Linked DNA regions of Zea mays: region 2 is linked to region 1. A link is a contact called in public Hi-C data. All regions are on one chromosome and are shown on one strand. Each heading gives the region's core, a stretch centred on a gene start, on an enhancer-like site or on the middle of the called end of the contact. The rest is flanking DNA. Distances are from core to core; before and after follow the strand shown. Region 1 holds the start of LOC100383986. Region 2 holds the start of LOC100193482 (Glutamate-1-semialdehyde 21-aminomutase 2 chloroplastic).

The links. A called contact is a pair of places that touch in the nucleus more often than the background predicts.
Region 2: a contact with region 1 is called in a Hi-C map of ear, with 2.5 times the contacts expected there. The contact joins the promoter of LOC100193482 here to the promoter of LOC100383986 in region 1. A contact is called at or near these places in 7 of 25 Hi-C or Micro-C datasets (bundle sheath, ear, endosperm and 3 more).

Annotation. Positions count from the first base shown.
Region 1 is chr6:166,920,471-166,923,590 of Zm-B73-REFERENCE-NAM-5.0, reverse strand. It overlaps LOC100383986, which reads left to right and starts at 1,414. Exons shown (of 6, transcript NM_001366853.1): 1 at 1,414-1,861; 2 at 1,968-2,174; 3 at 2,277-2,442. The coding sequence starts at 1,685. LOC542102 (SET domain protein SDG111) reads left to right here. Exons shown (of 4, transcript NM_001111735.3): 4 at 1-186.
Region 2 is chr6:167,056,597-167,059,638 of Zm-B73-REFERENCE-NAM-5.0, reverse strand. LOC100193482 (Glutamate-1-semialdehyde 21-aminomutase 2 chloroplastic) reads left to right here and starts at 1,668. Exons shown (of 3, transcript NM_001358757.1): 1 at 1,668-1,874. The coding sequence starts at 1,692. LOC103631582 (putative disease resistance protein RGA3) reads right to left here and starts at 259. Exons shown (of 2, transcript XM_020539604.2): 1 at 1-259.

The DNA.
Region 1 (3,120 bases), core at 165-2,664:
TTTATGGGGGTGTGGATTGATGTATTTCTTCTGCTAATCTTGTCCACCAGCTGCACCGGTCTGTGTAAACTTGTTATGATCCCTGTTTGCTCTGGACGCCTGGTTGTTTAACCGTGACTCCTTGGATCTGGTCATGTAAATTATCCTGGTTTAGGATTATGTTGCTTTTGACTCGAATTTTCTGCCTCCCTTGCTCGTTTCATGTGATGCATCGTGGCCGATATTTTCAGCAATGTTTAGGTGTATGCTGAATGTCCAGGTAGGGATGCAGTTGATACAATTTGGAACTGGTTTCGTTGTGGCCTTGTGGGCGTCGGCGAATGGAATTTGAAGCGAGAGGTGCAGCTACTGGCATCGTGGGCGCCAGACATCTTCCGATGACGAGGCAGAAAATTTGCGCCTCACCCCGTTGCTGGTGAAGCAGTTGCTTGTTTGTACATTAGCCGATTTCGCTGTCAGTTGAAAGCGATATCCGAATGTACGAGGGGGAAAACCGCATCTCCTTCAGCGGCGTCGACGGCGCAGGGCACGCCCGTCCTTCTCACATCACCAGTCACCAAAATTAGAGATGGCAATGGGTAAATACTCACCGGTATTACTACCCCATACACATACCCACGATATAAAAATAATCTAATCGAGTCACCATATACATTGACGGGTATGAATTTACCCACATACTCATACCCATATGGGTATGAGTTACCCAACGGGTCACCCATACCCATAAAAATTAAATATCTATCAAAATATTATATTAAACAAATGTCAAGTATATCCATCTAAATACCATTAAAAAATTTCTAGCATCATTTAACCATCTATTCAACACACCAAAAATATTTAGATAAAGTAGTAACAGTAGGATAGTACTACATAACACATTATATGTTCCATTATATTGTCATTAAATTGTCGTTAAGCCTTCTATTACATTATGGACTAAAAGCTTGTTAAATAGTAAAAAGGATGGATGCTAAAGTCCAAGTTCACACTTGGGCTAAGTTTATATTGGGTATTTTATACCCACGGGTTAACGAGTACGGGTGAAGGCGGAACGTTCTAATACCCGTTTACCCATTGGATGTAGATTTTTGTCCAATAATAGACCCACGAGTAAAATATTTAGCCCATATACATACCCTAATAAAGTAAATATCTATGGAGTATCGAGTCACGTGTACCCATTGCCATCTCTACACCATATGCTGATATGCATTCTGGCAAGAACAGCCAGCCAACGTGGCTGGCACCACCATAATTGCGAGATCCGCGGTCCCCGCGCGCGCGTACACGAGTCCGGAGTCCGGACCCGCGGCCTAGCCTGGCTGGCTCGTCCGCGGCCCGCCCTCTGCGCACCTAGCACCGTCCACTCACCCGCGTCGCGTTGCGTCGCCGAGACAAACTCTCAAACCGGCCGGCAAAAACCCACACGACCCACGCATCGGCATCGCATTCACGTCCAACCGTTCGCTTGCGCCCTCCGCAACAACGCAACGCATCGTGACGCCGCCGCTTTTTGCTTTTCCGACTGCTGTTTCCGCCTTTTGAGTAGGCGTTGGGCGAGCTTCGGTTTCGACGGACGCAGCCGTCACCGCCTCACCGGCCCGGCCATGGGCGCCGCCGCCGCCTGCTCTCTTCGCCTCTGCCACACGTCACCATCCGCTGCGACGGTAGGGCCGCGATGACTCCGGCGGTTCGGGTGGGGAATCCTCGCGCGCCCGGTCCGGGCGCCGCGGTGGTGGAGGACGAGGAGGAGGCGGCGGTCGCGTGGCGGGAGCTGCGCGGCAAGGCCGCGGAGCTCGCGGCTGCGGGCGAGGAACGGGCGATCCTGGCCCGCCGCATCGAGGCCGCGCTCCAGGTGCCACGCCCGCAAATGGCTTGAGCCAATCGCCCCCCTTCGGGCAGACGTGGTTCGATTTATTGTTATTGTTATTTTTTGTTCATGTGGTTTGGCGCTCGGGCAGGTAAGGAGGGAGGCGCTGCGGCAGGCGGAGGAGCTGGACGAGTTGACGCGGATGGTGGACCTCCAGCAAGCGCGTTTGGAGGCGGCCGTCGTCGGCAGGAGGCGGGCGCTCGAGGCCGTGGAGCGGGGGAAGGAGCGGCTGCAGGAGCAGATCGACCGGGTGCTGCCGCTGTCGAGGTCCCTCACCGCCGCGCACCATCGAGTGCAGGTAATATGAGCAATCCGTCTGCGCGACGCAAAATGCTGCGAGATTGGGCTGGGCTATTCTGGGCAGCTGCATTTTATCCATTGGGGCGTCCGCTGATTGCAGGAAGCGAAGGAGGCGTTATCCGGAGACAAATTCAGACTCAAGGATCTGCAGAGGCTGCTTCGGACGAGGCAGCAGTGCATGGTTAGCCAGGTTGCTGGTTTGTACCCTGTGAGAGTCTTCCATGATCTTCCAAGACATGCAGAAAACCCCTGTGCCGATACTAATGGTGAGAATCCATTACTCCCATGCCTCTTCAGGAACAATGGTTTATGGATATGCATGATTTTAGTGCGCATGCTCCTTCGAGAGAGAGAAAACATCGTAGCCAAATTGTTTCATACTTCCACTGCCTTTTGAGTTTTGACACATGATTAACTGCATTGCCAGCTTTATCAATAGCCTTAATCTGTTATTAGATTTTAAAGTGAGCATGATAGTTTCCTTGTGCAATAGCGCTAATGGATATTATTCATGTTAATGGAAGAATGGGAGTGTTTACATTTCTAGTCCATGGCCTAATGCTGAGCACATCCCTGATTTTCTGCTCTGGTCTCCTTGGCTTCCATGCCTTTGTTGGCAGTCTAGTTCAGTATCTGATATGTTTTTCTAATTGGGGGCATCACTCTCTGCACCCCAAAGATTGGGATAATTGAAGGGTCGCAGCTCCCACTGGGATTTGAGTCCTATATGAACCTTTTCCTATGTATCCCTTTCAAACAAAGGATTGGACATCCTAAATTCCTACAAAATACAAAATTCATATGCCATGGCTCAGTCCATAGAAATTGTGGAGAAAATTAATGGGAACAACCTCTTGGAAACTTCGGTTTCTATCTCTTTCTCTCTCCTTAAATTCTCATGTCGTGTCCAAGTGTTTTGTTGGAATGTTTCTTGAATTATAAAT
Region 2 (3,042 bases), core at 419-2,918, 140 kb before region 1:
TGTCGTTGTCGACATGGTGCTTGTACGTTTCTTCCCCGATTTATCAAGCAAGTAACAACGGACGAGTTTAGGCACTTCTATTTTGACAATAATAACATGCAGCTGACCGTTTATTAATCTTGGTCGATTTAATGCAACTAATTTTGGTGCTGTAAGCTCGGACAATTCCAGAAAACCTATAATAATAAGCATTAGGACATGTATAGTGGAGAGACACCAAAACGGTTCTCAAGCACAGGAGACAACTAAGAGACTCTATTGTACAATGGAGTGTCTATAAACATAGTTTATTAATAAATACAGAATTAAATGTATTTATATAGCATCAGATCGATAGAACAGACGACAAATTCGTACAGCGGGAAGTGAGGTGTCTAGAGATGGCAATGGGTACCCGCGACCCGATACCCGATGGGTATTTACTCCATTAGGGTATGTATGTGAGCTAAATATTCTACTCGTGGGTCTGTTATTGGGCAATAAACTTCACCCAATGGGTAAACGGGTATTAGAACGTTCTGTCTTTACCCATACCCGTTAACCCGTGGGTATAAAATACCCAATATAAACTTAGCCTAAGCCTGAACTTGGACTTTAGTCATCCATCTTTTTTACTATTTAACAACCTTTTAGGCCATAATGTCATAGAAGGCTTAACAACAATTTAATGACCATGTAATAGAACATGTAATGTGCTATTTAGTACTATCCTAGTGTTACTACTTTATCCAACTATCTTTGGTGTGTTGAATGGATGGTTAAATGATGCTAGAAATTTTGTACTGATATTTAGATGGATATACTTGACATTTGTATAATATAATATTTTGATAGATGTTTAATTGTGGGTACGGGTGACCCGATGGGTGACCCATACCCACATGGGTATGGGTATGGGGGTAAATCCATACCCACCAGTGTATATGGGTGACCCGATAGGGTTAATTTTGTGTCGTGGGTATGGGTATGGGGTAGTAATACCCGATGGGTATTTACCCATTGCCATCTCTAGAGGTGTCTGTTGCTACTTGGTTTACGAGCCAGAGACGTCTTTTCACGGAGAGACGGCTCTAAGATTTTTTTGCAAATAACCCCCTTAAACACCTTAAGAGCCTCCCCATTAAACACCACTGTACATGCCTTAAAAACTTGCAAGCCCTAGCTGTTGCCTGTTTGTTCATGTTTTCGATCTTGTATAAGAAATCTGTTCATATTCTGTAGAATACTTGTCCACCAGACAACTACACCAGGCTCGGTCTGCAATAGCGCCCGAGGATTGGGTTGTAAACTTGTGACCCATAGTTTTTAATATTTTTAAATATTTTATATTTATAAAAAAAAGAAATATGTGCTTATGTATAGCGTAAGCTAGCGGGCTTGAGACCTGCACCTCCGCCCTAGTACGGAGGCGAAGTAGCAGCCCACAGACCACCTAACCCAAAAGCGATTTTGGGATAAAATTTTCGGCCCAGCCTACCTGCAGGCTGGACGTAAGCGCCACCAGACGTCTCGCTTACAATTACAAGTTACAAAGGCGGGGTAAAAAAAAATTAATACAGAGAAGAGGTCGTGCGGTGCATTGGTAGGCCCGGCCTAGCTTTAAGACCCAATCGCCGCAAACCCCTCTGAAATTTCTTATCCCCCCTCATCTGCTCCACCTCCGACATCGCGCGAGACGAGCAAGCCCAAGTATGGCCGGAGCAGCAGCAGCCGCCGCCGTGGCGTCCGGGGTCTCGGCCCGGCCGGCCGCGCCGAGGAGGGCTTCTGCGGGACGCCGCGCTCGGCTGTCGGTGGTGCGGGCCGCGATATCCCTCGAGAAGGGCGAGAAGGCGTACACGGTGCAGAAGTCCGAGGAGATCTTCAACGCCGCCAAGGTACCGCCCTCTCTAATTCCTTCGCTCCGCGTCTCCTAGATGCCGTCTGCCAGGGTTCCCGTTCGTTTCGGAGGCCCTCGTCGCTTTTGAGGTGTGAATTCGGAAGAAGAGACGTCGCTTGCGGCCAGCTGGGGAATGCATTGTTTGTCTTTGTCGTGGAAATTGTGGCCGATCGGTTCGCTTTTCTTTTCTGTATTTCCGCCAAGGGTTGCTGGTAACGCAATAAGAGGTGGATTGTCAAAGATGGCGTGGAACGCGGAAACCGGGGGCTGGGAAAAGGGTCTGGAATGGGCCCGATATTGTGAGCTTAGTAAGGCAAACTCCACCAGCACACCGTAAACAACAGCACACCGTAAAGCTCTCTCAACCGAACATAAGGGAGCTTTAGGGGGACCTCGTCTCCAACAACTCCCCTGTAGCTCCCGGGGATGGCAATTTAAGCTGCAGACCTAAAATCCGACTTATACCCGACCTGATAGGTGTGGGTGTGGGCGAAGATTTTGACTCACATGTGCACCCGGCCGCACTCGATCCAAAGTTTTGCGGGTGTGGGTGTGGGTGTGGGTGTGGGTTTCTATTTTAACCCGTGGGTGACCCGCACTCGATTCGAAATTTGGTTCATTCTTTATTTTGCGCAAAAATGATATACACTAGTAATTATTTAAAAAAAAGTAACTTAGCTAATGATTCATGAAAATGTTTTGTTGCTGCTTAATGAGAGAAGGCTTAACATTCATATGTATAACTCAATTATTGGTGGTACATAATTGCTTATAGTTGATTTACTGTTTAAAAGTGTACACTTAGTAAAAACCCGTGGGTGGACTGAAACCTGACGGGTTCGAGTGTGGGTTTGGAATTGCACCCGCGGGTGCCATCACAGACGGGTTTAGGTAGACTTCATGGATGCGATCGTACCACTCGATCAGAGGGCGGGTTTTTTCTCCATCCGATGTGAGCCCGACCCATTGCCAATTGCCATCCTACTCCCCCTGTGTATAGGGAGATAGGAATCTCCTTGTATATATAGGGTGGGCAATATGCTCCCCTATATGTTAATTAGCATGTTTTTAACCTTAATTAAGCCCTGTGACATAATGATAATATATATTATGATACTACAAATATTGTATGATTTTTTAAAATTTCAAAAATGATAAATACGTGT